7 separate regions of the Mus musculus genome follow, and regions 2, 3, 4, 5, 6 and 7 are each linked to region 1. A link is a contact called in public ChIA-PET, HiChIP or PLAC-seq, Micro-C and promoter capture Hi-C data. All regions are on one chromosome and are shown on one strand. Each heading gives the region's core, a stretch centred on a gene start, on an enhancer-like site or on the middle of the called end of the contact. The rest is flanking DNA. Distances are from core to core; before and after follow the strand shown. Region 1 holds the start of Relt (RELT tumor necrosis factor receptor). Region 2 holds the start of Inppl1 (inositol polyphosphate phosphatase-like 1). Region 3 holds the start of Rnf169 (ring finger protein 169). Region 4 holds the start of Clpb (ClpB caseinolytic peptidase B). Region 5 has its middle 28 kb from the start of Clpb. Region 6 holds the start of Pold3 (polymerase (DNA-directed), delta 3, accessory subunit). Region 7 overlaps Gm19765 (predicted gene, 19765).

The links. Promoter capture Hi-C pulls out the DNA fragments that hold promoters and counts their contacts. Hi-C and Micro-C count contacts between places; a contact is called where the count stands out from the background. ChIA-PET counts read pairs in DNA pulled down with a chosen protein or histone mark. HiChIP or PLAC-seq counts read pairs in DNA pulled down with a chosen protein or histone mark. Capture Hi-C pulls out chosen DNA fragments and counts their contacts.
Region 2: a contact with region 1 is called in a promoter capture Hi-C map of pre-B cells, with 4 times the contacts expected there. The contact joins the promoter of Inppl1 here to the promoter of Relt in region 1. A contact is called at or near these places in 2 of 39 promoter capture datasets (cranial neural crest and pre-B cells), 1 of 115 datasets of contacts at active chromatin or transcription factors (large pre-B cells) and 1 of 9 other capture datasets (pancreatic islet).
Region 3: a contact with region 1 is called in a promoter capture Hi-C map of pre-B cells, with 2.3 times the contacts expected there. The contact joins the promoter of Rnf169 here to the promoter of Relt in region 1. A contact is called at or near these places in 1 of 39 promoter capture datasets (pre-B cells) and 1 of 9 other capture datasets (adipose tissue).
Region 4: a promoter capture Hi-C map of adipose tissue shows a contact between it and region 1, with 2.9 times the contacts expected there. The contact joins the promoter of Clpb here to the promoter of Relt in region 1. A contact is called at or near these places in 2 of 115 datasets of contacts at active chromatin or transcription factors (embryonic stem cells and large pre-B cells) and 2 of 9 other capture datasets (adipose tissue and liver).
Region 5: an RNA polymerase II ChIA-PET map of memory CD8 T cells shows a contact between it and region 1, with 7 read pairs. The contact joins the enhancer-like site here to the promoter of Relt in region 1. A contact is called at or near these places in 5 of 39 promoter capture datasets (embryonic stem cells, hippocampal neurons, liver and 1 more), 2 of 115 datasets of contacts at active chromatin or transcription factors (large pre-B cells and memory CD8 T cells) and 1 of 9 other capture datasets (liver).
Region 6: a Micro-C map of embryonic stem cells shows a contact between it and region 1, with 4 times the contacts expected there. The contact joins the promoter of Pold3 here to the promoter of Relt in region 1. A contact is called at or near these places in 6 of 39 promoter capture datasets (erythroid cells, fetal liver, hematopoietic stem and progenitor cells and 2 more) and 1 of 484 Hi-C or Micro-C datasets (embryonic stem cells).
Region 7: a contact with region 1 is called in an H3K27ac HiChIP or PLAC-seq map of bone marrow-derived dendritic cells, with 3 times the contacts expected there. The contact joins the enhancer-like site here to the promoter of Relt in region 1. A contact is called at or near these places in 2 of 39 promoter capture datasets (liver and pre-B cells), 3 of 115 datasets of contacts at active chromatin or transcription factors (bone marrow-derived dendritic cells, large pre-B cells and memory CD8 T cells) and 2 of 9 other capture datasets (adipose tissue and liver).

Annotation. Positions count from the first base shown.
Region 1 is chr7:100,861,667-100,865,925 of GRCm38.p6, forward strand. It overlaps Relt (RELT tumor necrosis factor receptor), which reads right to left and starts at 1,747. Exons shown (of 11, transcript NM_177073.6): 1 at 1,628-1,747.
Region 2 is chr7:101,836,022-101,840,280 of GRCm38.p6, forward strand. It overlaps Inppl1 (inositol polyphosphate phosphatase-like 1), which reads right to left and starts at 1,803. Exons shown (of 29, transcript NM_001122739.1): 1 at 1,700-1,803; 2 at 550-930. The coding sequence starts at 731. It overlaps Gm10602 (a long non-coding RNA gene), which reads left to right and starts at 237. Exons shown (of 2, transcript XR_003946663.1): 1 at 237-1,396; 2 at 2,781-4,259. It overlaps Folr2 (folate receptor 2 (fetal)), which reads right to left. Exons shown (of 5, transcript NM_008035.2): 5 at 3,967-4,259. The coding sequence ends at 4,154.
Region 3 is chr7:99,978,531-99,982,789 of GRCm38.p6, forward strand. It overlaps Rnf169 (ring finger protein 169), which reads right to left and starts at 1,928. Exons shown (of 6, transcript NM_175388.3): 1 at 1,442-1,928. The coding sequence starts at 1,904.
Region 4 is chr7:101,661,930-101,666,188 of GRCm38.p6, forward strand. It overlaps Clpb (ClpB caseinolytic peptidase B), which reads left to right and starts at 1,822. Exons shown (of 16, transcript NM_009191.4): 1 at 1,822-2,284. The coding sequence starts at 1,882.
Region 5 is chr7:101,633,977-101,638,235 of GRCm38.p6, forward strand. No RefSeq gene overlaps it. Among named protein-coding and RNA genes, the nearest start is that of Clpb, 28 kb to the right of the region's middle. Within about 2 kb of position 2,350, at least 24 of the 459 cell types and tissues checked have an H3K27ac peak or open chromatin away from gene starts, as enhancers often do. A contact at or near this core is called in memory CD8 T cells, where this site is marked.
Region 6 is chr7:100,119,252-100,123,510 of GRCm38.p6, forward strand. It overlaps Pold3 (polymerase (DNA-directed), delta 3, accessory subunit), which reads right to left and starts at 2,249. Exons shown (of 12, transcript NM_133692.2): 1 at 2,113-2,249; 2 at 423-478. The coding sequence starts at 2,172.
Region 7 is chr7:101,549,427-101,553,685 of GRCm38.p6, forward strand. Gm19765 (predicted gene, 19765) reads left to right here. Exons shown (of 3, transcript NR_166075.1): 2 at 505-630. It also overlaps the pseudogene Art2a. Among named protein-coding and RNA genes, the nearest start is that of Gm19765, 3.7 kb to the left of the region's middle. Within about 2 kb of position 1,880, at least 59 of the 459 cell types and tissues checked have an H3K27ac peak or open chromatin away from gene starts, as enhancers often do. A contact at or near this core is called in adipose tissue, bone marrow-derived dendritic cells and memory CD8 T cells, where this site is marked.

The sequences.
Region 1 (4,259 bases), core at 497-2,996:
AGAGGGTCACCAAAAACAGACCCTCCACATACTACTTCTATCAGATGTGGTACCCCATCGCTACTGCCACCTCTGGAGCTAGGGAGCCCAGATGCCACCCATTCTACATAAATTGAGGCACTGCCCCTCTTGTGGGAGCAGGAGTCTCAGAATGGCCTTTTCCAGAGACCAAGCAAGAACTCCAAGACCAGATCAGAACAGACCATTCATTGCCGGAGAACAAATATTCCCTCTCTTTCCAACCAGGGGGCTGAAAAAGGAGACCTGGGTAGAGAAGTGTCTTTGGATTGAGGTTTCAGTATCTAAAGGGCCAGTGGCTTTTGAGTGGGAGCCTGACATCTTCTTGACCAACTGTGAGCAAGACTGTTTCCAACTGTTCACCAACACATGGGAACCTTGGACCACTCCATTGTGTCACAAGCAGACGCCTGCCCCCACCCCCACTGCAGTCTTTCTGTCTGGAGGGGAGAGGAGAATGGAGAAGACTGACCCAAAAACAATAGAGGATCCCAAAGTGATGATTCACAGGCTATTCACACCTCTCTGCAGACTGGGAGACTGAGGCTTAGCAGGGGTAGATCTGATCACAAAACAGAATACACAGTGCCTTGCTAGATGTTGGGGACTTCAGTGTGTGTGTGTGTGTGTGTGTGTGTGTGTGTGTGTGTGTGTGAGCGTGGAGTGGAGTGGAGACTGAGACCACCTCAGGTCTTCTCTGTGCCAGAGGGGCTAGCCCACCCAATTCTGGCTTCCTCTGCTAGGTCATGTCTGCGTGCAAACTCACTAAACTGAACTCTAAGGGTGTCTTGGAGAGAGATCTTTATTCCCTAGACTCCTGATCTTCCTTGGCCCCTCAAACACTGGAAGGTGTCAGGTTCCTCCTTGTCTTACTCTATCCTAGGCAGGCAGGCAGGCAGACAGTCTCTCTCTCTCTCTCTCTCTCTCTCTCTCTCTCTCTCTCTCTCTCTCTCTCTCCTCCCTCCCCCCCCACCCCGTCCCACATGCACCCTATGACCCCGTGATTCAGGGCTTGCTTAAGTTATTTAGGGTTCCTCTGTTCTACCTTATACTCACAACTAGCCCGGGTCACACTACAGGCCGGCCACACACAGTGACCCCAGTGACCTGGGGTCTCTCACATACACAATCACACACACTCTGCCTGCCTCACACACAGAGCCCCTCTGTGTCGCCCGCTAGGCTCGGCGTCACCGCCCAGTGTCCCAGCCACACGTTCGCCCGGGCCAGGCCGCCTCATGCGCCGTGTCACCCACAGTCACTGGCTGACACCGTTCAGAACACCCCCCCCCTTCCCGGCCGCCCCGCGCTGCAGCCGCACCGAGGCGCCGCCGTCCCGTCCCGCAGCCGGCCTTTGGTGTCAGTCCAAGTTTCCCGGGCTCCCCCGACCCCTTGCACGCCAAGTTCCGCTGCTTCCTCTCGCGCACCTTCTGACAGACTGCGCCGCGCGCGGTGCCGGGAGGACGCGCAGCCCGGGGGCTCCGGGACGCGTAGACAGCACCAGGATGGGACGGGACTGGGCAGGAGAGCGGGGCTGACGCATCCGCCGCTCAGGAGAACTTCCTCGGAGCAGCGGAGCGGGGCTGAGGGCCGTGCGCACCCTCCTTACCTGGCCCGCAGCACCAGCTTCGCTCAGCGTCCGACGCGGCGCCGGGGCCCCGCTAGGCGAGCGCTCGGGGCCGGCCGCGCAGCCTGCGCGCCTTTTGAATGAATCGCCGGCCTGGCCGGGAAGCTGCGCGGCCCCTCCCCTCGCGTCACGGCTTCTGGCCCCGCCCCCGACGTCAGAGCTCCGACTTGCGGCCCCTAACCCCGAGCCCCTCTGCGGGCCAAGGGCTCACGATTCTCCCGCCAGGCCACGCTGCTCCGCATCGCCACCTCTTGAGCCTCCTAGGAACTGCAGGGGCTACGACTAGGATGTTCTTCAGATGCATCCCTTGGGGCGCATCAGGGAGGCGCGGCCGTGTGTGTGTGTGTGTGTGTGTGTGTGTGTGTGTGTGTGTGTGTGTGTGTGTGTGTGTGTGTGTGTGTGTGTGTGTGTGTGTGTGTGTGTGTGTGTGTGTGTGTGTGTGTGTGTATGTGTGGTGTGTGTGTGTGTGTGTGTGCGCATGCATCCCTTGGGGCGCATCAGGGAGGCGCGGCCGTGTGTGTGTGTGTGTGTGTGTGTGTGTGTGTGTGTGTGTGTGTGTATGTGTGGTGTGTGTGTGTGTGTGTGTGCGCGCGCGTGCGGGCGTGTGTGTGTGTGTGTGTGTGTGTGTGGTGTGTGTGTGTGTGTGCGCGCGCGCGTGCGGGCGTGTGTGTGTGTGTGTGTGTGTGTGTGTGTGTGCTCCGAACCAAGAAATCTGGGCTTGTGTGATGCAGCGAAAAGGTGCTTGAGACATGAATGCTACTCAGATCCTGTCACCATTGCCTGTGTAACTAGGGCCACAGCTGCCACTGCCTGGGAATAGTCTTTGGAATTGGTTGTGGGTAAGAGCACCCTCAGTGTCTTGGATGAGACCCAAGCTGGTTTCTAGAATCCCCCACCTAGCTAATAAGAGAGACTATAAGGAATGCTCACCTGGTGAATTCCTTTGGAACCTGGCCTAAATACCCCTTCCTTCAGGGTAGCTGGTTCCTCCCCCAAGTAGGTATGACAATGACAATCCTCTCCCCTAACACCAGCGGTCCCACTCTTCTATCACCAATGCCAGCCATCGCAGTGTCCAGTGGAGGACAGGAGAAGTAACGGACTGGGAGGCCAGGATTTGGGAGGCAGAGGCAGGAAGCTCCTGAGTTCCAAGCCAGCCTGGGCTACATATGGAGACATTGTTTCACAAGCAAGCAAACACAAAAAGAGTGACCAACACTATGAGACATCGTTGTAGAAGCCAGGCAGTAAGTAACCATTGCACTCTTGCAATGGTTATAAACTGGGCCCGTGTGTGGTATGGTGCGGTGGTAGTAGCAGTAGTGGTGCGGTGGCACTAGCAGTAGCACATCTCAGCTCCCACAGCCTTCTCTTCCGTTACCTTCCCACTCCCCCAGCATCATTCAAAGAATCTAAGGTGGCCAGGAGAGCAGGATGAGATGAAACTCGGACAGCACAGAGGAGCCCAGTGCGGGAGACAGAGGCCTGGCTGGAATCAGGATAATCACAGCTCACGGAAGAGGTTGAGGAAGTAAATATGTCTGTTGGGAATGGGTGGGCTGGTAAACAAATTAAGTCATAGAATTTGAGCCACAGAAAGGAAAGGAAAGGAAAGGAAAGGAAAGGAAAGGAAAGGAAAGGAAAGGAAAGGAAAGGAAAGGAAAGGAAAGGTCAGGTCCCCAGAGCCTGGGAAATTCCAGGAGGAGAACTGGACACCTGAGAGACGAGAGGGAGGGGAGAGTTTCCATTAACCTGGCTGAGCCCAGGTTTTGGGGACAGGGCAGAAAAAGTTCCACGTTACTGGTGTCAAAATCATGAGCGCAGCAGGCCTAGTGACTTGTGCTTCTAACCCCAGAGCACTGGAGGCAGAGACAACCAGATCTCCCTGAGTTCTGTGCCAGCCTGGTCTACATAGTGAACTGCAAGCCAGCCAAGGATACAAAGTGACATCCTGTCCTGGAAAAACAAAAAACAAAAACAAACCAATACATTCAATGTCAACTGTGCTCCCCCAAATCTGGGGATGGGCCCAGAGCCCCACATCACAGTCCATGGTGGAAACCCACTGGGGAGCAGTGACGTGCTCAGACTTGCCTGAATGTTCTCTGCTTCCGAGTTTTTGTTTTTCTCTTTTTGAGACACAGTCCCCTTATTGAGCCATCGCCATGTATGTAGACTGAGTTGGCCTCAGACTCACAGAGACCCGCCTGCCTCTGCCTCCTGCCTGCTGTGGTGAAAGGTAAGCTTCACTGTGACCGTTTTCCTCAGTTTTATTTTGTTTTAATTTTCTATTATATTTTATGTGTATAGCATTTTGTGTGCATATATGTCTGGGCACCACTTGAAAGCCAAGTGCCCAAGGAGGCCAGAGGAGGGCGTCTGAAGTTATATACAATTGTTAACCTCCATGTCAGTGGGGGAATTGACCCAGGATCCTCTGGAAGAACAGTCACTGTTCTTAACCCCTGAGCCATCTCTCCAGCCTTTATTTTATTTTTGTTTATTTATAGACCTAGGTTTTAGGGACTGAACTCAGGTCACAAGCAGTTTACGGAGCAAGCCATCTCTCAGCCTTTTTTGAAATGTTTTATTGGTATAATACAGACCTTCTTCT
Region 2 (4,259 bases), core at 553-3,052, 970 kb after region 1:
CACATGAAGGCTTGCAACCATCTGTACAGCTACAGTGTACAGAAAATAAATCTTAAAAGAAAGGAAGAAAAAGAAAGGAAAAAAAAATGAAGGTTCTGTCCCACACAGCTTCACCCTGTTGCCTCCCCCAAGTCTTCCTCCCAACACACACTATTCAACTCCACCCTACAATCATATATAGTCGCAGAATTGCCCAGGCGTCCAAACACTGGTCTCTCTGCCCCCTACTGCAGTGCTTTAAAACGAACTGCACTCATGTGGAGCATGCATCCTTTCCCTGTACATCTGGGAGAAAGTCTAAGCTGGTCTACCGCCGTCTGCCACTGTTTCTTGCCATCACACCCACCCTGAGCTTCAGAACTCTGGCCTCGGGCCTCAGAAAGTGCTCCAGGCACAGCAGGAAGTGCTCCCCTGTATCCTTCCTCCACCCAGCGATAAAGTCAAGGTCTCCCCTGGAGACAGGGCTGCAGCCCCACCAGCTACAGTCACCCCACTACCACGATTGCCACCACAACCAAGGAACACTCGGCGTGTGCCCGCCCTACTCACAGGACGCAGAGTGCGAAGGCCCCCGCCACGCTCTCGCTATCTCGCACCAGGAAGCTGCCATCGCGGCCCGCCCGAGCCAGGAGCTCCTCCGCAGCAGCGCGGCTCAGGTCACGGTGATACCAGGCTGGGGCCGGGCTGCCTAGCGCACCCCCGGGACTCGGTGTCCCACACACTGAGGCCATGGCCCACGCAGGGCTCAGCGCCGCCGATGCCTGCCGCTCCGCGCCATCCGCCCGGGGAAGCTTGAAGTCGAGGTTGGGCCCGGGTCCCGGGACTAAGGATCCACCAGCCCGAGAGAACCCAGTATGTGGGTTCCACGCTTGGCCGCGCCAACCGCCTGGATCTCCGCGCAGCCGCCGCCGCCCGCAGCGCCGGCCTCAACTTGAAGAGAAAGAAAAGTTTGTTCAGAGGCGGCGGGGGAGGGGCGGGAACGGAGCTAGGAGCTGGCCGGTCCCCTCCCCCTCCACTCGGCCCAGAGCCCGGGCCGCCCCTGCCCCCAGCCTCTCTCGGCAAGGACGATGCTCCGACAGCCCTACAGGACCCGCAAGACCAGCACCTCCCAAGTCCCACAATTATTTTGTCCCCCCACCTCAAGAAGATCCAGTTCCCCGGTACCCGCTCCGGGACAACTTGTGAGTCCAAGTTCTCGCTGGTGAATTCAATCCTTCCAACGATTCGCAATGAGATGACCCCTAATCCCTATGCAAATCTGATTCTACTACACACATCTCTTCTACTCGGCACCCCCACAGCCTTGCGGGATCAAGGTTCGGAAAGCAAGGCTCCAGGATAGACATCCACAACTACTACAACATCCAAGAGAACAAGTTCTCGTAACTCCTATAAGGTCAGAGGCCCCTTCAGACCTGAACCCCCCAAAACGATTCCTGACACATCCCACAAGATCCCAAAGAGATCCGATACCCCACCCCACACATACGCGCGCGCTCGAGGTGCCTTTCACGCACCGGTCCCCGCAGGCCCTCCAGCCTGGCAAAACCCTTCCCCCATCTCCACCAAATTGCCTGGCACCACGCCCCACACCCGCAGGCCCAGGTTTTGCAGTCCCAGACCAGGAGGACCCCCTCGACTACCTAGAAAAAAAGTTCCCTCAAGTCTCAGAGCCTCAACTACCGAACGCAGGCCCCACCTCTAGGGCGACTCGGGTTGACTCCTAGCCCGGGGAAGCCTCCCTGGACTCCCCGCGGCCACTTAAGATGGCCATCCGCCGCCACCGCGCACCCCGCGCCTTCCGCCCCGCCCGCGCCCCGCCTCGTCCGCCCGCGTCCCGGTCTCCGCCGCACGCCCGCAGAGTGACCTCGGGACAGCCTTGGCTCTTCAGTGCGCCCGAGCTTCTCGCTTTCGATAACTGGGGTAACGTTACGAGGGCGGGCTCATTGGGGCTCTGCCTGTAAAGCTCAGGGCCTGGCATGCAGCGTGCGCTCCGGGACGGCGGCTATTTTTATTATTAATTAAGGAGTAACGAAGGTGACAGCTGTGTAAACTGTAAAGCGCGACTGGGGACTGAACGGGTATTATTAGCACCGCCCCCGCTCCGGCTACTCCCTCCAAATCAACAAACTTGCGCTTCCGTGGGCCAGGTGCGAGCAGGGAGCTCCTAAGACTCTGGCTGCTAAGACCTCCCATCCACCGACCCCTGGGGCGGAAAAGGGGACCCGGCGGGAGAAGACGGGGCGGAACCCAAACAGGGCTTTGGCCCGCCCTATTTCCCCCCTAAAAAAAGACCTGGATGGTGGTGGCGTCTCCAAGGATTTCTCTTCCTGCCCCGCCCCTCTGCCCCCTGGCTCCTTAAAGGCGCAGGCCTCTAGCCGCTTGCCTACAACCACCAACTCCTAGAGTCTGTCAGGAGCATCCCTTTAACCTGGGAGAGAACTTTCGCTCTGGTAAATTGAACCTGTTGACCGAGCCTGGGGTCAACCCTGAGGAGTTTCCCTCTGTTTAGAGGATAAGCCAATTTGCATTGGCTTAACCCATCTAGAACAAAGCCTGGGACGTGACGGGTCTGTAGGGACCTTCCAGAACAGATAAATACAAAAACAGAGATCCTCCACCCACCTACCTGTTTCTCCTGGTCCTGCCAGGGCTTAAATAAAGTAACATCCTCCAATCTGTACCCAGCTCCTCCCGCCGGGAATGGAGGACGCCCACCCCAGATCCCGGGGGTGTGCAGTGGGGTCTTACTTTCCTATGCCTGTATTCCCGACCCACAGGAGGCAGAAGCAAATGGAACTCTACCTAGTTGTAAGCCAGCTTCCTTGGTCTAGACTTCCAGCCCATCCAAGACTACATAAGAGATGTGGCCTCAAAGAAAGAAAGGAGAACGAGTTGGAGAAAAGCTGTCACGACCCTCCAAAATCAATATATTTACAGCTTCCTGAGAGGACGGCGATGCTAAAGACTGTGTCATTGGGGTGAGATGGCTTAACAGGTAAAGGCGCTTTTGCCAAGTTTGAAGACTTTGAGTTGAACCCCAGGGACCCATGTGGTGGAAGGAGAGAGCTCCTGCATGTTGTCCTCTGACTTCCACACCTGTGCCAAGTCATCCATGCAGCCCACACACCTAGGCACACACTCAGAATAAACACAAATACAATTTAGCCGAAGGCTAGAGGGTGCTTCTGCCTCTGGGAAGCCACTAATAGTTTCTTTGGCTTCATCAGTAGGATACAGCACTGGGCGAAATGCAAGCTTTTGTTTCTTCTGTATCTTCCAGATTGACTTCCTAATGGACTATCCTCGTCCAAGGGACCCCAACCCAGTCAATCTATATCATAGTAGGCAGTGTGAATTTTTACCCCTTTCTCCAGAATCTCTGCTGGACTCCCGTTTCCAGCTTCCCCTTTGTAAGCTGAGAACAGAGCTAAGCAGACACATGATGGGAATAGGGAATGTGTTTTGTTTTTGTTTTTTTTTTTAATTATTTTATTTATTTATTTAATGTATATGAGCACAATGTAGCTGTCTTCAGACACATCAGATCCCATTACAGATGGTTGTGAGCCACCATGTGGTTGCTGAGAATTGAACTCAGAACCTCTGGAAGAGCAGTCAGTGGCCTTAACCACTGAGCCATCTCTCCAGCCCCCTGAGATGTATTTTTGTTTTTGTTGGACTCAAGCTCTCCAGGCAAGCACTCTTCCAACTGAGTTATGTTCTCAGCCCATGATGGGATAATGCTTGAGAATGATATAATTTAAAAATCCTGGATCTTCCTGTTATTTGAGAAGCAACTAGATTCCTACAGGCTACTGAAGCACAGACGCTCGGTTCATCCACCTTCTAGGAGGAGGGAACTTACAATGAACATTTGTATAGTGATGGTGAGTTTTGAAACACTATTTACTCTGACTGGAAAGGATCTGTCCCCACCCACTCACAAGCTCACAGTGACAATAATTCATTAGGCCCAGATGTGTCATAGATTTATTGAAAATGATTGTAGAAACCCCAACCCCCAACATGGATCAGGAACTGGATGACAGAGGAGAGGGGTGGAAGCAGGCTCAAGACTTCCTTATTCTTTGAAGAGTTGAACCAGACCAAGGGTAGATAGAGGAGAAATCTAGAGAGGAAGACTGACCTCTCAGCCAGGGAGCCATAATGACAGCACTGGGGCCAGGCTGGGCACAAGAAGTACTGCTGCATGGGGCACAGTCCCAGATGTCATAAAGGAAGCATAAAACTTCACC
Region 3 (4,259 bases), core at 678-3,177, 880 kb before region 1:
CAAATCAATAAGCAATGCATTCTTTCATAATTCAAATTTCAAGGTGGATGTTTCATAACAGCTCCAAGAGATATATAAAGAGAACTGCTATTCTATTTGACCATATAGTCAATGTAGTAGGGAGACCAGAGAAATTGCTTATATTTATAATCTCAGAAATTAAAGCAAGCTAAATTGAGAAAATCATATGGAATTGTACTTTCATCATAAGACAAGTTAGTTAATCTCTTTGGGCCTCAGTTTCACCTATAAAATAGAAATAAAGGTACAACCAAGAGCACTGTGATGGTTTTGGAAGGGATAACAAGAAACGCAGAAAGTAAAATGCAGAGCATCTCAGCCCTTAGACTGAAAAACAAGGTGTCTTTGGCAGGTGTCTCTGCTTGAACCAAAAATAGATGCATTCTGGACTCTACAGTTTCTAGGAACTGCACTTTCATATACACACAAAGCAATGCCTTCCTTCTGCTGAAAACGACGTAAGGCAGAATTCCTAACATAAAAGGGCTAGCAAATGGCTTTTCCTGATTCACGGTTCTTGAAAATCTCAGCTGTAGGTATGTTGCTTAGGCTTGCACCAAAGAAGCCTAGGTCTCGGTTCATGTTACAAACGGAATTTTCTATCTCAGACTTCAGCACCAACAAGTGATGGGCTGCCGACGGTGAGAAAGGCAAAGGAGTTCAGGCCAAGAGTCCTACAACAGACCTTTAAGTTGCCAGCATCATAGATGAAACTTACATAGAAAGACAGAAAACAGCCCCCAGCCAAACCAATCTTTGTCTCCAAAACTTAAATCCCACCCAGCTTTCTTCATCAAGCACCACTAACGTTTATGATTAGTATTATCACCAAAATAGATGGCATTTATCTCATCCTGTGTGGCAAGCTCTGCGCTAAGCATGCATATATATATATATTTTTTTTTTTTTTTTCCCAAGATAGCATGAGAAAGAACTTCACACGAGAGCTCATCCTCAAAACCCACTCTGCTCTCAAGTCTGCAAAGCTCCCCCTGAGCCTGGGATATCCCACACCTCATTCTCTCCAGCCCTGGAAGACACATCCCTCCTAGACCGCGCGACCCCAAGCCCTCTGCCCAACACTGAAACAAGCGCTGCTGGGATCCTCCAGGGCCCCTCCCCCTCCACGCACCAACTTCAACATGCCCCTAACTTGTTCCAGGAATTGTTTCCTTCCAAACTTCTGACTTACGCAAGGCGCGGGGTCCCCTCACTGCCCCTCCAAATTCAACACGCGTACAGTTCGCTCCAAAGTTCAACCTTCACCAACACATACTGCGCCTGGGCAGAACCCGGTCGCGACCCCAGCAGAACTCTCCACACCCGCGGCAGCAGAGCCCGGGACCCTCCACCCCGCTCACCAGGCCAGACCCGGCGGCTGGGCCTGGCTGAAGCCCACAGGGGCGAGGGGAGGCTCCACCTGGCTCCGCGAGCGGCTCCGGCTCCGGCCTGGGCCCCGAGGCAGCCGCGCCCCCGTCCCGGCGCGGGCGGCAGGGTTCTGGCTGTCCACGACGGGCGCGCTCGCCCATCAGCTCCGCGGCGGCCTGGCCGTCGTCGCGCGCCCGACGGCGGGCCCAGCCCGAACCGCGGGGACGGCAGCGACGGCAGCCCGGGCCCGCCGCGCGCGAGGCGCAGCCTCGGCACCGCGAGTGGCTGCACGGCAGGGCCGCCACTTCCCCCGGGGTCTCCAGGCACCCGGTGCAGCCCGACTCCTCCGGCCGTGGCGCTGACCGCAACACTAACAACGCGGGGCTGGAGGCCGGGCCCGGAGCCCCGGCTTTCGCTGCCGCCATCTCGTCACAGCGGCCCCTCCGGCCCCGCCGACTCAGAGCTGCCGCGGCCGCAGCGGAAGAAGCCCGAGTGCTCGGACCTGCCGCCGCCATCTTGTTTCCCGTTTGAAGGGAGAGTCGGTTGCGGTGGGAGAGGAGTAGAGGGCGGGGCAGTGCGCGGCGGACAGCTATCTGCATATTCATGAGGGGGCGGGAACCTAGTCCGCCTGGGGATATTTCTCCTAGGGCCTTTCGCTTAGCAGGAGGAGACTGCTTATTAATATTTAATGATTATTCTTTATATATCTGGTCTTTCAGCCCGCCCTCCTGTTTTTGTAGTTTCTAGCACTGAATCTTGAGAGACTGAAAGAATTTATTTGGAATTTTTGAGCGACCCTGAACTTTATAAAATGAACTATAAATATGAGCTATCCAGAAACTTGTCGAAGTACTTCATTTGGTAAGGGCTTTCTCCTCGGGGCCATAGCAGCTTGTTGTGATTAGCATGAGGCCTATCATGACCAAAAGTCTTGAGTGATTGTTGAAATAACAACCTGACCAGCCCTCATTTCAGCCCCTCTCTCTCCACATCCCTTTATGAAGTCCCCTCCCTTGGCTGGGGCAAAAAAAAAAAGCATACTTTATTACACAAACCCTGCTCCTCAGATTACTTCTGTGTTTGATACTTAAATGTAGATACTCTTGTGTAAGCTTGTGCCTTTTCTTTTCTCAGTCTATATGACTCCCTGGTCTCCTCTTTTCTTCCCCATGAAAGCCCACACTAATATCTGCAGTTCAGAGTTATTGAATTTATCATTATGGATATCTGCATGCTCCGTGCACAAACCTAATGTCTCCATCCTTTCAAAACAGCCCTTATTTCCCACATTCTATTCACAGAACCATCTCAAGGGTCCTCACGCTCCCAGCCCAGGCATCTTTAACTTATAGTCTTGTCATTTTCTGGCCAAAATGGCTCTATTTCCAGCCTGTTCCCACCCACTTCTTCATTCCATAAGCCCACTGCATGATTTCTTTCTCCTCATCTCTTCACCTAGCTGGCAGCTGTGACTTCTGCAAACTGACCTGCCATCACACAACCCCTCTTCCTATAAGCTTTGTCCCATGGATCTTAGAGTTCATTCCTACCGGCCAGCTCTGACCACATCATTCCTGTTTAAGCCAGGGAGAGGTGTTGAGACTTTGCTGTGATTTTCCTTTCTGGATACAGAGGATTTAGGAAAAAGAATGGCTCCCCCTGATGGAAAGATGACTGTACTACAACAAGTCTCGGGGTGTTGCCTATTTATTTATTTATTTGTTTGTTTGTTTGTTTATTATTTTTACCTTAAGGTGCATTTGGACCAAGATGTTATCTTTATGGAAAATCACAGGCTTTGTAAAGACATTATTTTTAAGCAACTGTATGTAGAAGAAAGCATCTAGAAGCTCCAGGTTGTCATGAGAGTGTCCACAGTTGGTGGTAACCGATTCAAAGCAGAGTGATTAATCCAAGTTGGGGTGGGGGGGACTGGAGCCTTAGGATGAGAACCTGGAAGTAAAGGACAGACAGCAACTGACAAAGGGTCAGTGAGTAACTAAACATCATGTCCAGAGAGTCAGAGGCCCAGCCTAAGGCCCAGACAGCCAGAATACTGCCAGACACAGAAGTGAGTTCTTGGATGGGCTGTCCTTTATCCGGGCACTTGCTCACTTCCTACCCAGGGACATTTTACCTGGTTCTGACAAGGAAGGCTTGTGGTACAGAGAGTATGCTAGCTAGTTTTCTGTCAACCTGACACAAGCTAGAGTCATCTGATAGGAGGGAGCCTTGGTTGAGACAGTGCCTCTATAAGATCAGGCTCTAGGCAAACCTGTAGAGCATTTTCTCAAGCAGTGAGTACAGCGGGAGAGCCTGGCCCTTTGTAAGTGGTATGACCCTGACCTGGTGGTCCTATAAGACAGCAGGCTGAGCAAGCTATGACGAGCAAGCCAGCAAGCAGCACTCTTCATGGCCTCTGCATCAGCTTCTGCATCTGGGTTCCTGACTTACTTCCTCAGTGGATTGTAGTTCAGGGTATGTAAGCCAAATAAACCCTTTCCTCTCAGAATTGCTTTTGGTCATGGTGTTTCATCACAGCGTGGTGAAACTTAGACAGGAAGCAGCCACCATTAGAAACAGTTGCTTCTTGTGAGCTGCTTACACAATAGGACTTCAGTCTGAAGGGCCTGTTCACTGCTAGCCTAGAACAGTGTAGCTTGCTTTCTTGGACACAAAGAGAAACAGAAATTTTTCTTTTCCACAGAGAAAAGTAAGCGATCTGAGTATCACTTGCCCAGATGCCAGCTCCGATCTTGTTCCTGGGCCTTTTCATTGGCTCCCTTCCTTCTTCCTGCCCTCGGTCTCCTCGGCTTTAAAATAAATGTCCTGGAATACAGCAGGCTCTCAGCCTGGGATGCACCACACAA
Region 4 (4,259 bases), core at 572-3,071, 800 kb after region 1:
CAAGGTTTTTTTTTTTTAAGTTTGTTTGTTTGTGTGTTTGGGTTTTTTTGTTTTGTTTTGTGTTTTTTTGTTTTTGCTTTTGTTTTTCAAGACAGGGTTCCCCTGTGTATCCCTGGCTGTCCTGGAACTCACTCTGGAGACCAGACTGGCCTCGAAATCAGAAATCTGCCTGACTCTGCCTCCCAAGTGCTGCCACCATTGCCTGGTTTAGTATTTTTTTAGATTTATTTATGCATTATGTGTACAGTGTTCTGCCTGCATGTATGCCTGAAGGCCAGTAGAGGGCACCAGATCTCATTATAGATGGTTGTTAGCCACCATGTGGTTGCTGGAAATTGAACTGGGGCCTCTTGAAGAGCAGCCAGTGCTCTTAACCTCTGAGACATTTCTCCAGCTCCAACACCCACAAGTTTTAATGCAGACTAATCCACTTCCTATGAAGAGTTCCAGAAGTGGAGAAGGAAAAAGCAAAGAATAGGGCAAGTGTCATGTACTGACCTTTCTTAGGAAAATGGATGTTAGCTAGAGTGCTCCATGTACAGGTAAACGCAGGCATGAGACTTGAGTGGGACAGATGCAAACCAAGGCTTAAGACCTATTCTCAGCCAACAGGCTAATGGAAAGCCCCAAAACCTGCTTTAACAATTCAAACAAGCCAGCTAGGCACCACTGGATACCAACCAGCAAAGTACCTGGGCCTGTCAGAAGCCCTGGCAGCCCAGACAAACTGTTCCCTCGATCTAGCTCAAGAGGCTCTAATGCAAGAGCAGGAAGCATTCCGCCTACAAGGCTTTCTCTGTATCCTCTAGATCAGGAGCAACTCTATGGAAGGTACAGCTTTGAGCCAGGGTAAAACAACACCCCAGACAATCCCAAACCCAGTTTTGTAATTCTGTGAGACACAAGGGGCCAGACACAGATATATGAGTAGCTAATTGTCAGCTAACTACAGAAGGAATCAACTGAAACACAATTCATAGATTCACTATTATGTAACAAACAAGATGGCTCAACTATAAAAGACACTTGCTGCCAAACCTAAGGATCTCACACACACACACTCACACACACACACACACACACACACACATCTTTAAACACACACACACACACACACACACACAGTCTTAAAGTCTTTTGAGACAGAGTCTCTCTGGCTCATAACCCTGACTATCTTGAAACTCACTATGCAAACTAGACTTTCTCAAATTCAGAGAGATCTGCTTGCCTTTGCCTGGAATGCTGGGATTAAGGACACACACCACCTTTCCCAACACTCAACATCTTTTTGAAAAGCAATAGCAACTCAGAATAAAAGTGGGGAGGGGTACAAGTTACTTAACAGGTCTTCATCGAAAATGCAATTTTATTTAAACACTAGGGAAGTTGTTCTAGGATTCCTGTATTTTGATTTTCGATATTTTGATTTGATATTTGATATCTTACACAGTTGGGGCTGACCTAGACCAAGAATGTGATTTTGACCCAGACCTTGAATTCCCGTTCTTTCAGGTTCCCACCTTCCAAAGGCAGGGCTTAAAGTTCTGTGTTAATACAAATACGGGGCTCTGGAATCTTGAATCCTAATTGCCACGCCCCACCAGAGTTTTCCTTTTTGCCACGCCCCTCTGCCCGAACTGCATTTCCCAACATTCTTCCAGCTCCGCTGTCAGCGGTCATTGTGATGTCATTCCACAGCCCTCGGGGAAATGTAGTTTGTTTAGTCTCCAGCTAGAGAAAGATCTGGGGCTGTGGACTACCACTCCCGTGAGGTAGTGCGCAGTCCCACCTTATAAGCGGCGTCTTCGAACGCGCCGCGGCAGCCATGTTGATCGTGGCTAGCACAGGGGCCGGCACCAGCGGGTTTTAGAAGCAGGTGTCATGATGTTGTCCGCGGTGTTGAGGAGAACCACGCCAGCGCCTCGGCTCTTCCTAGGGTTAATCAAATCTCCATCTCTCCAAAGCCGGGGAGGTGCTTACGGCCGTGGCGTTGTCACCGGAGACCGCGGGGAGCCGCAGCGGTTGAGAGCTGCCGCTTGGGTGCGCCCTGGAGCATCTTCTACCTTCGTCCCCGGACGGGGGGCAGCCACCTGGGGGCGCCGTGGAGAACGCACCGAGATCCCATACCTGACTGCCGCCTCGTCGGAACGCGGTCCTAGCCCCGAAGAAACACTCCCGGGACAAGACAGCTGGAATGGGGTCCCCAACAAGACGGGTCTGGGCATGTGGGCCTTGGCCATGGCGCTGGTGGTTCAGTGCTACAGCAAGAATCCATCCAACAAGGGTGATTATGGGGTCAAACTGGGTTCAAGGGAGAGGTGGGTGGGTGGGTCATGACTCCTTTGGAAGGTTGAAGGTATTTGTAAATTTAAACCCGCATAACCTTACCTTGAAGAAACCCAGTTACCTTCTGCTGCCAGGAGCAGCAGATGGAAAACTCACTGAAGTTACATCATTTCCCATCGTAGGTCTAGCACCCTCTTTGGGATCAGTTTGTATACAAGTATAATTGGGGACATTGGACTGACTAATTACAGCCCGGTCCTTTTATGTACCAATATTATATCTTGTCCATTAGTCTTTCAAGAGGTCTCCAGGAAGCCTCAACAGCTTTAGGGACCGCCTCTACATGTTTTTCTGCGTACATAGGTCCAAGGAAGGAGGACACTTGGTTCTGGTGCTAGCCTGACCCCATGTTCCTCTCTAATCTTAGTTTCCCCACTGTCTAATGAAGGCAAGCTCTCAGTGCTCTAATATTTTGACCTTTCCTGGAGTTCAGAGTCTGTTTAGTTGCTTAGAGTTTTGCTTAGTGTCATGTTTAAGATGAGCTGGATACTGTGGAGGGTGTGTGTGTGAAGCCTTGGGGGACAGGGAGTTGGCTGAAAGTTGCTCTCTGGAGACTTACAGCAGTGGGGGAGGGAGGGAGGAGGTGGAGGTAGCTAACTCAGATTGGCTTCTTACCTCAGTTGCTTAGAGTTGAGCAGGAGCTGCAAGGGTGGCCTGGCTGAGCCCAACCTCTCAGGTTTTCAGTTGTCAGTGCCTGCCTGTCCCATGCACCCCAGACTCTGAGATTGTTGAACAAGATTGGAGACCGCCTTGACCTTCCCTTGTTTGTTTAATAAGATGGGGCCGCTTGGAAAGAAAGGACTTCTGGATGAGGAACAAGGACACGGAGGATCTTGTACTGTCTTTGTAAATCTGGACTCTTAATCCTTCTTTGCTGCCCTGCGTTTCCTTTCTATTGAAGAGGGCGTTGAAGTAGGTAGGGCCTTTCTAGTTTAAGCATGCGGGAATTGTATGGTTTCCGCTTGTGCAAACATGAAGGTGGCACTGTGCTTAGCTTGGACCTAGGTGTTCAGAAAATCCCAACTTAAAACCTAGCCAGCTAAGGGGAGAGGGTGCAGCAGCCGGTCATGCAGGGCTAGTGAGTATTACAGAGGATCAGAGAGCTACTGGGGTCAGGATAGCCTTCCTGGAGGACTGGAAGTCCTTGCAAGATGTGGGGCTTGAGCTTGGTTTCTGAAGGATAGCATAGGAAACATAAAGAGGGTGGGGGCCTGTGTAACCCACGAGGGCAGGACCTCCATCTTACCTCTGTTAGTATTTCCTTAATACCAAGCATCTGTCTACCAGCGTGTGACCCAGAGAAGGGAGACATTCACATGTGGTCCTTGGATTGGATTGGATTCCATTCCCAGACTTCAGCTAGCCTCATGTGGACAGGCTAGCAGTTTGGCCAGTGAGGGTTGGAAGACAAGGTCTTTGGAATAAGGTGAGAGAAGATGAAATGGCCCTGCATGCCAGGCAGGGGCGTTTGGAATTGTGTAAGCAGTGAAGAGCCATGGTCATAGGGACAGACTGTCTAGCAGCCAGTGTGTTTGGAAGAAGAGGATAAATGTGTCTGAAGTCTGGCCTGAGAGGTTACTGGGAGCCCTAGACTGGACTTCATGGCATGTCAATTTCAGTGATGTCCATCTAATAGAAGAGATGATGACATAAAGCTCTGGCTGGTTCCAGTCTTGCCAACTTGCCTAGACAAGTGTTGAGCAGAGTCCCTCAGTGCAATGTTCTGAGGAATGGGTCTCTTTAGAAGCCAAAGGGAATTCTGGTAATGGAAAACCATGGAAAGTTTGCGAGCCCAGGGTGCCTCACTCATTCCTCCCTCCTCTGAGAAGGAAGGGGAGTGAAGAGATAAGAGGTATCTATAAGGAATGATTCTCTTTTTTTTTCAGCTGGAGCTTATCTGGGTCCAATTAAAT
Region 5 (4,259 bases), core at 1,100-3,599, 770 kb after region 1:
TCAGTGCTCATCGATTCGGCCGCTCCCTGGAGTCTCACACCTACTGAGCGAGCTTCAAAAAGCCATCAGCTTGTAGCTGCATATCTCCCGGAGTGCCTCCCTCATCTCTTCTCTTCACCACAGTCCAGGAAAAAAAAAAAAAAAGATTCCCTTCTCATTACTGCATTCACACCACCAATATATTCCCCATCTGCCACCAAACTAATATTCCAGAAGCATGGCCCTTTGACACAGGGATGAGGGTGTTAAGAACACAGAGAGGTGGGAGTTTTTAACCTAAAACTCTAATTCAGGGATTAGATTTTCTTTCTAGAGGGGAAATCTCTTCACCCAGTGAAACGTCAATCAACTGAAGACATAGTTCTTAAGTTAATCGCCATAAAACTCATGTTTGTCGGTTGTTGTTTTGTTTTGAAGTCCTTTCATTTGTTTGAGGCAGGATCTCACTCTATAACCCCTCCTGTCCTGGAACTCACTACATAGCATAGACTGGCTTTAAATTCATGACAATTCCCCTGCCTCAGCATCCCAAATGCTACCCAGAACCTGGTGGCCAGTTAGAGTAAAGAAGGTAGATAAAGTAGGTGTGGTAGCTAAGAAGGCAGAGGACAGAGTATGTGGTTGAGGTCAGGCAGGGGTAACTGCAAAGAGGCCTTGATGAGAGAGCTCAGGGTGTCAGGCCCCACCTTTGTTGAGAAAAAGAAACACACAAAGGTGCAGAGAAAACGAAAATTGAAATGTAGGCGCTCCTGTGGCTTTAGTCGGGGCAGGTGTGGTTAGCAAGGGAAGTGAAAGGGGCTGAGTGACTGGCAGCCCAGCTTTGAGGGAGAAAGACAGCTTGTGAGGGTGAAGGACAGCTTATGAGGGTGTTGGAGGCCCGTCTCTGGCCAGGAGTCCTATTCCAGGGTCCCATTCCAGGGTATGATGAGGGGCTGTCTTGGTTAGGGTTTTACTGCTGTGAAGAGACACCATGACCAAGGCAACTCTTAATAAAGGACAACATTTAATTGGGGCTGGCTTACAGGTTCAGAGTTTCAGTCCATTATCAAGGTGAGAACATGGCAGCATCCAGATAGGCATGGTTCAGGAAGAGCTGAGAGTTCAACATCTTCATCTGAAGGCTGCTTGCTAGCAGAATACTGCCTTCCAGGAAGCTAGGATGAGGGTCATAAAGCCCACACCCACAGTGACACAACTCCTCCAACTGGGCCACACTGTCTAACAATGCCATTCTCTGGGCCGAGCACATACAAACCATCACAGGTAACATATACCTATTAATCCTGCTACTCATGCTGAGGTAGGAAGGTGCCATGAGTTCCAAGGCAGCCTGGACCACAGGGTAAACTCCAGGTCAGCCTATGCTAGAGTGATACCCTTCCCCCATTTTCCAGTAAAAGGATCAGTAGTTCAAGGTCATCCTCTGTGACATAAGAGATTCAAGGTTACATGAGGTCTTGTCTCAAAAATCAAATAAACAAAACACGAAGATTTTGGGCATGAGCAGAAAGGGATAGTGATTTACTAGAAAAACACAAAAGTTCTCACTGAACCCAACAAGGAGTACAACCTGAGGGTAGCTTTTATCTCTCAGCCTGCATGGCAAATGCCACTGTCCCACGAATCCCTTCCATCAGTGTTGCAGAGGTCACAACCCAAAGAGACCAAGACAATTATCTCTTGTCCTTATCTCACTTTGCCAACTCCTTACATTTCTATCACCCAGAGAGGGTGCCCAGTAGTAGGGAAAAAGCACTGTGAGAGAGTCAGAGGGAGACACTTTGCTTTGCAGCTGCTGGATAGTCTGTCAATAGTCATATCATGAGAAATACTATGAACTCTGGCTGCAGGTTGTAGCTAGGAATCTTGAACTGGGAGCTGGACACAGAGGACACAAGTAACTGTATTGTCACTCCAAAGTGAGCATGAAGTAATGTGTGGTTTGTGTCTGTGGAGACACCTAAAATTATACATAAAAGGAGAGGAAGGAGACGACAGGTGTGCGCCCTGGGCAGTAGTGAACAGGCTGGGTGACTGTTTCTGTTTCACCAATTTCCCTTATGTGAGAACATCTTGAGATGCCAAACATTACTTCTCAAACTCTGCTGGCAGAACCCAGTCCTATGGCCACACACTCCTGCCGGGAAGAATAGAGAGGGAGCCCCAGAATATGCCAGGAAGGCAAAGAAAGAGGTTTGGTGAATGTGGCGGTTTAAGTAGAATGGCCCCCATAGACTCTAGTGTTTGAATGCTTTTTCACAGGGAGTGGCACTATTAGGCCTTGTTGGAGGAAGTGGGTCACTGAGGGTAGACTTTGAGGTTTCATGTGTTCAAATGAGACCTAGTGTGGCACACAGTTCCCTTCATCTGCCTGCAGATCAAGATGTAGATCTCAGCTCCTTCTCCAGCACCATGTCTGCCCAACTGCCACCATGTTTCCCACCATGAGAATAATAGACTAAATTTCTGAAACTGTAAGCCAACCCCATGTGTTCCTTTACAAGAGTTGCCTTCGTCATTGGGTCTACTCACAGCAATAGAGACTCTAACTAAGACAGTGTACATGTGGCCACTCTCTGCCACCAAGGCCTTTGATTCTATCCAAATGGCTTCAAAATCCTTTGGATTCCAGAAAGCCAGCTCTGTTCTCTGTCCACCATTTCCCCCCTTCTGGATAACAGTACCCCAGAAAATCCTAGATCTAACCTGGGCACAGGAGGCCTAAAACTTGCTTGTCCTTGTCTATGTTTGTGGTCTGGTTCTACACAGCAGTGAAGTGGGGGGGGGGTGTTCATTGCTGGAAAGAGGGGTAAGCTTCCTACTCAAAGAGAGAAAAGAAACACAAATGGAAAAGTAAAGAATCACAAAATAAACAACGTGTATTTCCCAGCTACACCAAAGAATCAACAGTATGCATACAATCTCTAGGCTCAGAATGGAGAAGCAGCTTCGCTGTCTAAACCTGCAGCACCAAAGACGTACTTATTGTCCAGCTCTAAATGAAATGAGAGGAAGAAAGCAGAAGAAATGTCATTCTACTCAGAAGCTAAACTCTCATATACATACATATACATATGTATATATAGGAACACACACATGCACTCATACTAGCGTGCTTGTGTGTGTTCCTGTGTGTGTGTGTGTGTGTGTGTGTGTGTGTGTGTGTGTGTGCATTCCACAGGCTTCCAATGTCCGCCATAGGTTCCAACCATTGTTTGCTAGTTGTTGTAAGGGTACTGTTTATCCAAGAGTCAAAAACAATATAAGGATATGATAGGGAAAGGACTGACATTTATACTTGAATGAACATTAGGCTCTGATGGAAAATAATGCAAAGTGGGCATTGTTGTTTACTTTATAATCAGAGCACTGAGGAAGCTGTGGCATGAGGACCATGAGATCCACAACAGCTGGACTACAGACTGAGACTTTATATCAGATAAAGAAAGAATAGAAGACATGTAAAAAATTCATTACAGCCAAGAAACATGTTCTATACCTACATTGCCATCATCAGATGGGTAAATAAGAAATGTGTGGGTCAGGAGATGGCTCAGGAGATACCCTGCAAGCCTGCAGACCTGAGTTTGAATCCTCACAGCACATGTTAAGAAAAAAAAAAAAAGGCTGAGTGGTGGTGGGGCAGGCCTTTAATCCCAGCACTCGGGAGGCAGGAGCAGGTGGATCTCTGTGAGTCTGAGGCCAGCAGCCTGGTCTACAGAGTGAGTATCAGGACAGCTAAGACAACACAGAGAAACTGTGTCTAGAGGGAAAGAAAGAGAGAAAGAAAGAAAGAAAGAAAGAAAGAAAGAAAGAAAGAAAGGAAGGAAGGAAGGAAGGAAGAAAGAAAGAAAGAAAGAAAGAAAGAAAGAAAGAAAGAAAGAAAGAAAGAAAGAAAGGAAGGAAGAAAGAAAGAAAGGAAGAAAGGAAGAAAGAAAGAAGGAAGGGAGGAAGGGAGGGAGGGAGGGAGGGAGGGAGGGAGAGAGAGAGAGAGAGAGAGAGAGAGAGAGAAAGAGAAAGAGAAAAGAAAAGAAAATTGGAGCATGCCTGAGAGTATCTATAACCCCAGGTTGGATGGCAGAGGAGTTGAACCCGAGAGATCACTTGCAAATCAGCCCAGCCCAGTGAGCTTATGGTTCAGTATGGGATACTGTCTCAAGGCAGAAGGCAGAAAACAATAGAAGATGCTTGGTGTATTGCTCTGGATCTGCATAGATGTGCACAGGGACATATATCCACATACTCATGTGCATTCAAGA
Region 6 (4,259 bases), core at 999-3,498, 740 kb before region 1:
TGACCTTGCCCTGTGCCCTGTAGCCTGTGTGCATACACATTTACATACATGAACACACACAGTTCAAAAGACAGACAAAAGTAGTCAAAAGGCAGAGAAAGTAATATTCTTTCCTATTGACCCAGGTAGAAAGTCAGTTCTAACCTAAGAGTTAGTTCTATGAGAATTAAAACAAAGTGAACGTTTTCTTTAAGGGGCTGGCCACTGGGAGTCTGACCATGTCCCATGACTATACAGGCAACTCAGATTGGACTCATTTGTGTGTGTGTTGGACCTGGAAGGACTGGGAAATGAGTGTGAGTGGGGTGCATGATGTGAAAATTCCAAATAAACAATAAAAAGATGATGCTGAAAATAATAAATAAAAACAAAGTGAAAGAAAAATTCCAATATTATTAAAATTAGCAGTCAAATGAACTTACTGTTTGGCCTGGTTAACATGAACCCCTAGTGTATAGCTTAGCCACTTGTAAGTCACCTGAAACAAAAAACAATTTTTAAGGTTTTATTAGCTGATTCCAGAGTACAGATAAGTGCCAAGAGCCTGTTCCTAGGGACTCTTATTCTCGGATGGCTGTGTCCTGTAAACTACAGCAGATACCAACAAGAAAAAAACCATATGACAAGTAAGGCCAGGGTACTTACCTTACAAACACTAAGATGCTTCACAGACTGATCAATGCAAAAGAATCTACAAAGGTGGGTCAGAGAGATGGGCAGTGGGGAAAGGCACTTGCTACCACACCCTTAAGAACCTGGGTTTGGCCGGGCGGTGGTGGCACACGCCTTTAATCCCAGCATTTAGGAGGCTGAGGCAGGAGGATTTCTGAGTTCAAGGCCAGCCTGGTCTACAGAGTGAGTTCCCAGGACAGCCAAGGTTATACAGAGAAACCATGTCTCGAAAAACAAACAAACAAAAAGAGCCTGGGTTTGATTTGTTGGATTCGTACGGTGGAATGAGAGAACTGGTCCTCTGACATCCATAATTGTGACATAGCACAATTATGTGTGTGTGTGTGTGTGTGCGCGCGCGCACGCGCATGACACTAAACATAATAAGAAAAGTCTTAAGAGTCTACAAAGCCAAGCCAAAGATTATTTAGCTCAAACTCCTTGTCTTACTTAAAAGCTCTCTGACCCTCTTGTCTTTAAGAAGCTACCTAAAACTATCCTAAAATTTATCTAAAACCTAGCATTACTTGAAAGCACATAACCCAGGAACTTCTCAGTAAATTTGCAACTATTCAAATGTTAAGAGGAACAGGTGGTGTGGGAATCAAAAAAAAAAAAAAAGAGAGAGAGAAAAATGGATAAATGTAGTATGGGGTAATTTCAAGAACTAGGGGCATCGAGCCTCCATCCTTCCCTGACCCGGTATGTCTGTTGTTTCTTCCAAAGCTAAACGATGCACTCCCAATAAGAGGACTAATAAAGATTGGTCAGAGGCAGAGTGGCAGACAGAGGCAGAGGGGAAAGAGACAGACCTGGGATTCAAGAATTTATCTATCCAGCCCTAATGGCCCTTGACGCGTTTATACACGTCATTTGACCCTTGGCTAAATCCCACTTCTAGGGATAACACAAAAGCCTGGAGGACCCGGGAGGTGTGAGTCGGTGTACCAAACTGTGTCCATGGGCTCACAGCAGCAAAGGTCCATCACACCCAAGTCTCTTCATTTTTACGCTAGCCCGAGGAGGTGGGTCAAGCTGCTTTCAATATTTAAATTTCCAGGAAGAGGAAACTGTCTCTGGTGGGTAAAGCACCAGGCAGTCGCCTATGAAAGTCGGCCAGTCTCAACTGTCTTGAGGGGCCACCACCCGACAGAGCAGGGAAAGGAAGCCTCACGAACCCCGCTGGCTTCCCAGGCTCCACGCCCCCGGACCTCACAATCCCGCCCAAGGCCCCGGGGCTTGGGCGCGCGCCAGAAGCTCTGCCCGCAGGGCGTGTCTCCCTACGCGGGTTTCGCGGTGACCAGTGGCCACCTCAGCCGGTCCCCGAGAAGCCACAGGCACCGGGGGTCGCGACCCCTCGCCGACCGGGCAGGCCCAGTCCCCCGCACACCCGCCTCGCACGGCCCCGCCTTCCCCACCCCCGTGGTCCTAGCTCCTCACGATCTTGTTCTGGTCCGTGACGAACTCGTCTATGTTTTCTAGATACAGCTGTTCCGCCATGGTGGTGCGGCTTCGAGCCCCGCGCTCAACCCGCCCCAGCCGTAGCTCCCGCCGGCGGGAAACAGCTTCGCTCACTCTCGGGTCACAGGTCGTCTCCCAGGGCAACCAAGGCGCCGCGCTACGGCGGCGGGTGAGGGCCAAACTAGTGAGAGGCCAGCCAGGGCTGATGTAGGGGGAAGTTGGAGCGAGACCGACCGGAAGTGAGGCGCGAGCCCGTGGTTGTCGGTGTGCACCTGAGAACGTTGCGATTTCTCTGCTACCACAAGTAGACTGACTCATAACCTTATATTTCACCGCTGGGGGCGGGGGAGTGCTGTGGCCAAGAGTACACATGGAGCCTACATTGTAAAGGAGAGGGAGGAGGGGGAAGAGGGGGAGGAGGGGTGGCTTAAAAGAGTTGGTGTCAGGCGTGGTGGTGCAAAAGCAAGCAGATCTTTGTGAGCTGAAGACCACCCTGTTCTACCCATGGAGCTCCAACCTAGCCAGAGCTACCAAGTAAGAGTCACTAGATTAGGGACATGATCTTTGGGTCAACCAGGAGTTTCCCGGAAGATGTGAAAAGACTGGGGAAAAGAGCAGACGAGAAATCAAATCATTCTATTTGGCTGGAGTTATAAGTGAGACGATACACATAAAACCTTCAAGCTGTGCTCACCACGATCACACTAATAATAGCTGGTAACTGTGTTGTTACACGACAAACATATTGAGCAAGTGCTTTGAAAATGAAATTTCATTTAGTCTCATAGAAACCCAGCAAATGCATTGTGTGGTTTTCATAGAGAATCATAACAGATGCCTGTAAATAAACCCAAGATCATGTCAAAGAGATTACAGTTGTGTCTACAAATACACTGAAAGGTTTTAGGGTCAAAAACAAATCAGAGAAGAGTATCCCTTGGAATTTTCCCTCCCACGAATTAAGAGATGAAGAAAGTCTTTTAGTTTCATGTATATTCCCCAGATATATCACAATTACTTACTTACTGAGTAACTAGCATGTGGTGGGCATCTCTAGCAGTGACCCTAATCCTCAAGTAGTCTTGTTAGATTTTATTATCCCTTTATACACACACACACATACAAAAGATGAGGTCCCATCATTTCAAACCACCTTCATGTTGTTCATGGGAAGAGTGACTAGGAAACAACTGCAAGGACTTTGAGACAGGGTTTGTGTAAACAAAAACTATTTTAAGTATGATCTTGGGGCCAATGAGATAGCTCAGTGGGTAAAGTGCTTGCAGCACAGACCTGATGACCTGAGTTCAGTCCCAGGGAGCCACATAAAGATGGCAGGAGAGAACTGATTCCTTGGAGTCATCCTTTGGTCTCCACACACCATGGTACATGCAGGCCCATGTATATGCACAAAATAATTAATAAATAAAAATTCAAACTTACTGTATTCATAATGTCAGAACACCCACGTGTAATAGACTCTCAGCAAATGAATTTTGCTTGAAGTTTGGTTACAATGAAGGCATTGAGAGCTAAGTGAAAATACTGCTGAGAAAGAAGTAGAGCTCTGATGTGCCCACTGTGACTTACCATCACTGAATGGGCAGGGGCCATGTTAGACTTTGTATTTAAATATTCTCGTGTAATCTCGTCAACAATCTAGGATGTAAATATTACCTGTATACTAATATATAGATGTCAGATAACTTGAGTCTTTATCTCAGTTTTATAGAAACTGTCCAGAGTTAGGTAGTTTGCTCCAAGCCACATACATAGCAAGTATGTTTCCGTCCAGGTATGCTAAAATAATCGCCCACCGTCTCAAAGCTGGGCTTGCTTTGGTGGTAGCATTGGGCTGCCTTTTGTTCTCATCTTGGTTTTTTTGAGGTTTGGGTTTTTTCTTGTCTTCCAACTGTTTAACTTTTTACAGATCTATGTGATTTTTTACAGTTAGAGAAAACAGGAAAGGTGAAGCACCAAGCAATGGAAAATCAGTCCATTGTCTTATTCCAGATATCAGAAGGGCTTTCCATATTTTGAGACATGAAATGCAAATGAAGCTAACACACTTTTGCCTACACACACACACACACACACACACACACACACACACACACATGACTTTA
Region 7 (4,259 bases), core at 630-3,129, 690 kb after region 1:
TGATCCTGTAGGCCATGTTCTTGTAGTGACCCTGACCCCTCTGACTCCTCCCCTTCCTCTTCAGGACTCCCCAAGCTCTGCCTAATATTTAGCTGTGGGTCTTTGCATCTGCAGTCCTCTAGATGGAATCTTTGTTTTGTTTTTAAGACAGGATCCCTTTATGTAGCCCTGGCTGTCCTGGATTTCTCTGTGTAGATGAGGCTGATCTCAAACTCAGAGATTTGTCTGCACCTACCGCCATAGCTCTGGGATCAAAGGTCTGTGCCACTATGCCTGGCAACTAATGAACTCTTCATGCCCTGAACATTGAGCCAAAATAAATCCTTTCTCCCTTAAGTTGCTCCCGTTGATTATCTGATCACAGCAGTAAGAAAACTAATTAACACAACATTGTTATAATTGTGCTGGTTTTGTTTCTCTTTGACTGTGCTTTTCGTGGTCTCAAGAAATATTTCTCAATGAATCAGGTTTGTTGTAAGTGACCTCCCTTTCTTGCCCTTGCAGACATCTTGAAGGCATTTTTTGAAGCTCGAGATAGCTGGGTGACTTGCTTTGATCACTGAACTGTGTCTGAAGAGGATAATATCATTATGAACAGTGATAAAGGAAGACCCAGGGATCCAGTCACACGTTCGTATATTGTCCCCTTATCTTGCCTCAGAAACTGTGGGAGAATGGTTGTGTTGGTGTCCCAAGCATCCTGCATTCCAGGAGGGACTATGAACAGAGCCCTGGGTGGGTGGTCTGAATTAGGCATGGAGATGAAATAAGCCTCTCCTGACCCCCCCCCCCTTGCTCTGATGATAAATATTTTTCTACATTTTAGTAATAATTTCAGAAGTTAATTTTTTACATTTAAACCTTTAATTTTTCAGGTAACTTTAAAAAAAGATTTATTTATTTTATGAATGTGAATACACTGTCTTTAGATATACCAGAAAAAGGCATCAGATCCCATTACAGATGGTTGAGAGCCTTTGTGTGGTTGCTGGGAATTAAACTCAGAGCTTTGGAAGAACAGACAGTGCTCTTAACCACTGAGGCACCTTTCCAGCCCGTTTTCAGGAGGACTCTTATGTATGGTGTCTTGAAAAACAGAGAGAGGGGAGGGGAGGGAGAGGGGGAAAGGGAGAGAGCAGGTTTAGCTTAGAGATCAAATTGGCCTTTTAGTATCTACTCCAGAGCCAGGCAACATCTTGTTCCACAAAACAGAAGGAGTCCGCTATCCTGCTGAGCAGTGGGAACTGGTTTCAGAGGCAAGAAAGAACTGGTCAGCTGGGGCCTGGCATAGGAGTCTTGTTCCAAGCAGTGGTTTACCATGAATGTTACTTAACAGGCTCGTGTAAGGATCTGAGAGCCAGTTGCCTTCATTCCATTTATTGAATCTACTTTCCTACCCTGAGTTTTAAAGGCCACCCCTGTGATCCACTTCCTGTCTGTGCCTGAGTGGTTCAGTTTTTTTTGACTCTATCGACAATGTTTTGTTTTGCTGGGTTTTTTGGGGTTTTGTTTTGCTGGGGTTTTTTGGTGTGTGCTTGTTTGTTTTGTTGCTGTTGTTGTAATGTTGTTGTTTTAAGGCAGGTTTCATTATGTATCTCTGGCTCCCTGGAAACTTGCTACATAGACCAGGCTGGCCTTAAAGTCATAAGATTCTTTTGCCTCGTCTCCTGGGTGCTGGGACTAAAGGCGAGCACCACTGCAACCAGATCACCTTGTTTCATCTTGCACAATTCAAACATTGGCTGTTGCTTACTGGCAAACAAGACAGGACTATCTTCATGCATGGAGAGTGGGGAAGGGGGAGTAAGGGAATCTTTGTTCACGTGAGCTGAACCCACCCTTGGTAAATACAGGGCACAGACTTCCTGACCCATATATGCCTCAAAATGTGCCTGTCTGGGAGGTGAGCTGGTTCAGCGGTTAAAATGCTTCCTGTGTATGCTGAGAACCTGAGTTTGATTCCTGGAACGTTCATAAGGGTGGAAGGAGAGAGCTGATGCCCTGAGTTATCTTCTGACCCTGTTATGGGGTCTGCTTAGATCCAACAGAACTCAAACACCAGGCTGAGGCAGATGACAAAAACTCATTGTAATCAAGCTGCTAAGGCTAGATCAGGGCTGCAGAACAGACTCAGGAGCTGAACTCCAACCCTGAAGGGAAGTCAGACAGCATATTTAAAGAATGAAATCATAAATTGAGGGACTGTGTGGTGGACTGTAGCATTCTCCAACCATATTTTGACATAAGGGAGTTTCCACTTATGTCAGGATAGGAGTTGGTTTCTGGGCCTGGGAATATGAACTTAGTTTGACCCTGCCAGCAAAACAGAGAAGTTGCCCCTGAGATAGCTGAACTCAGACAACTGTCACTTTACAACAGACTTCAGCTATTGGGAAGTCCCCAGTTTCCCTAGGGCTGGGGCCTTGAACTTAGTTTCCCCCTATGATTAAGTGGAGTCGGAAAACAAAATGGCAGCACTTAGAACAAGTCTCTTTGTTTGCTCCCAACAATCCCTTCCCACATTCTGAGGCATTAGCACACCCACATCATGCACATACAGAAATAATACAATTTTAAAAATTTAATGACCTTAGCCAGGGGGTGGTGGTACATGCCATTAATCCCAGCATTCAGCAGGCAGAGGCAGGCATATCTCTGTGAATTTGAGGCTAGCCTATTCTACAAAGAAATTTCTACTACAGGCAGGTGTGTTACACAGAGGAACCCTGACTCAAAAAATTAATTTGCTTAATTATGTCTTTAGAGACAATCAAGGTTATTCAAGTAAACTGACAGGGCTCAGTAGCTGGTTGTATTTCTAATGGGGTAGAGTAGGGAGTAGATTTTAACTGGATCAAAACTGATGTTTATGGCCCATGGAACTTGTCCTGCAAGAGCGTCTGTGAGAAATGTGGAATATGAACTTTCTCAGCTGCAGAAGTGTGGGAATCAGATTTCATACTTTAGAAGAGCTTCTCAGACAAATAATAAAATTTATAGAAATATCTAGTTATAAAGCAAGCTGTGATTATAAATTTTTATTTCCCTAGATTATAAAATTCACCACGAATTGCATACTTTAAATCTCTTACTGCTGACGAGGCAGATAAACATTGCTTTTTGATCATAGCAAAGTGTGGAAAGAGTCGTAATTTGAAGTCAAAGTGCAAAGTTTCAAGACAGACCCAGAAGATACCTTGGATGCTTATAGATGTCATGAATGCTAAAGCAGACCTCCCCTCAAAGAACCCCACCCTTCCCCCTTCCACAGTTCTTAAACAACCAATCAGGGCTTGCCCCCTTGGCCTCCCTTTAACACTCACACCCACAAACTGCACACAGGAGAGGGCTACAGCTCAGCAAGAGTAAGCTGCTGGACCAGAAGACCGAGGAGAACCACAAGGAACAGGGATACACAGCTCTCTCTGGATCCTGAAGAAGGAAGGAGAAAGAGAGTGTTCAGTGTGGGATCTCTCAGGACATGAATTTCTCCCTTAAACATCCCGAATTTTATATATAGCTCAAAACCTAAGACAGTAGGCTCTAGAGGGATAGGGTGCCTGGTTATACTCTTCCAGCACACTCAGTACTGTTGATAAAGTACTCAGATTCCAGGAGAGTGAGCTAATGGATGGATTGCCACCATGTCCCAGGTTCTGTGCTCTAAGATACTGTCTAGAATGATGATGAAGAAGAAGAAGAAGAAGAAGAAGAAGAAGAAGAAGAAGAAGAAGAAGAAGAAGAAGAAGAAGAAGAAGAAGAAGAAGAAGATGATGATGATGATGATGATAGAAAGCCTACATGGCTTTGCCTTCTTCACCTAAGAAGAGGATTCTAGGTATAAAACTTCTGAAGATCTACTGTTGAAGCATCATGTATTCTATACTAGCTGGTGTGATCTAGAGCTTATCTGTGGCTTTCAAGCCTTCCTGGACTGGACATGGGCCATTTGCTCCAGAAGGGCAGCATCTTTCTTGGTGGACTCTGTACCTGGGTAGATATCATGGTTTCCCTGGGACTGATTCAAAATCAAAAGGTCTCTATGCAAGCACATAAAATCCCTGTGATAATTCCCCCTAGTTTCACTTCTGCCTCCAAAGACTTCTCATGTTTGCAGAAACCCTTCAGAGTGTTAGGGCTACTTAGACCAAAGACTACTCTGTGCACACTCCTCAAACTGTAACTCATTTCAAGTTGGCTCCTTGGGCTTTCAGTCAAACTTAACATCCTAGACAACATTAGGTGGAGCCAGGATGTAA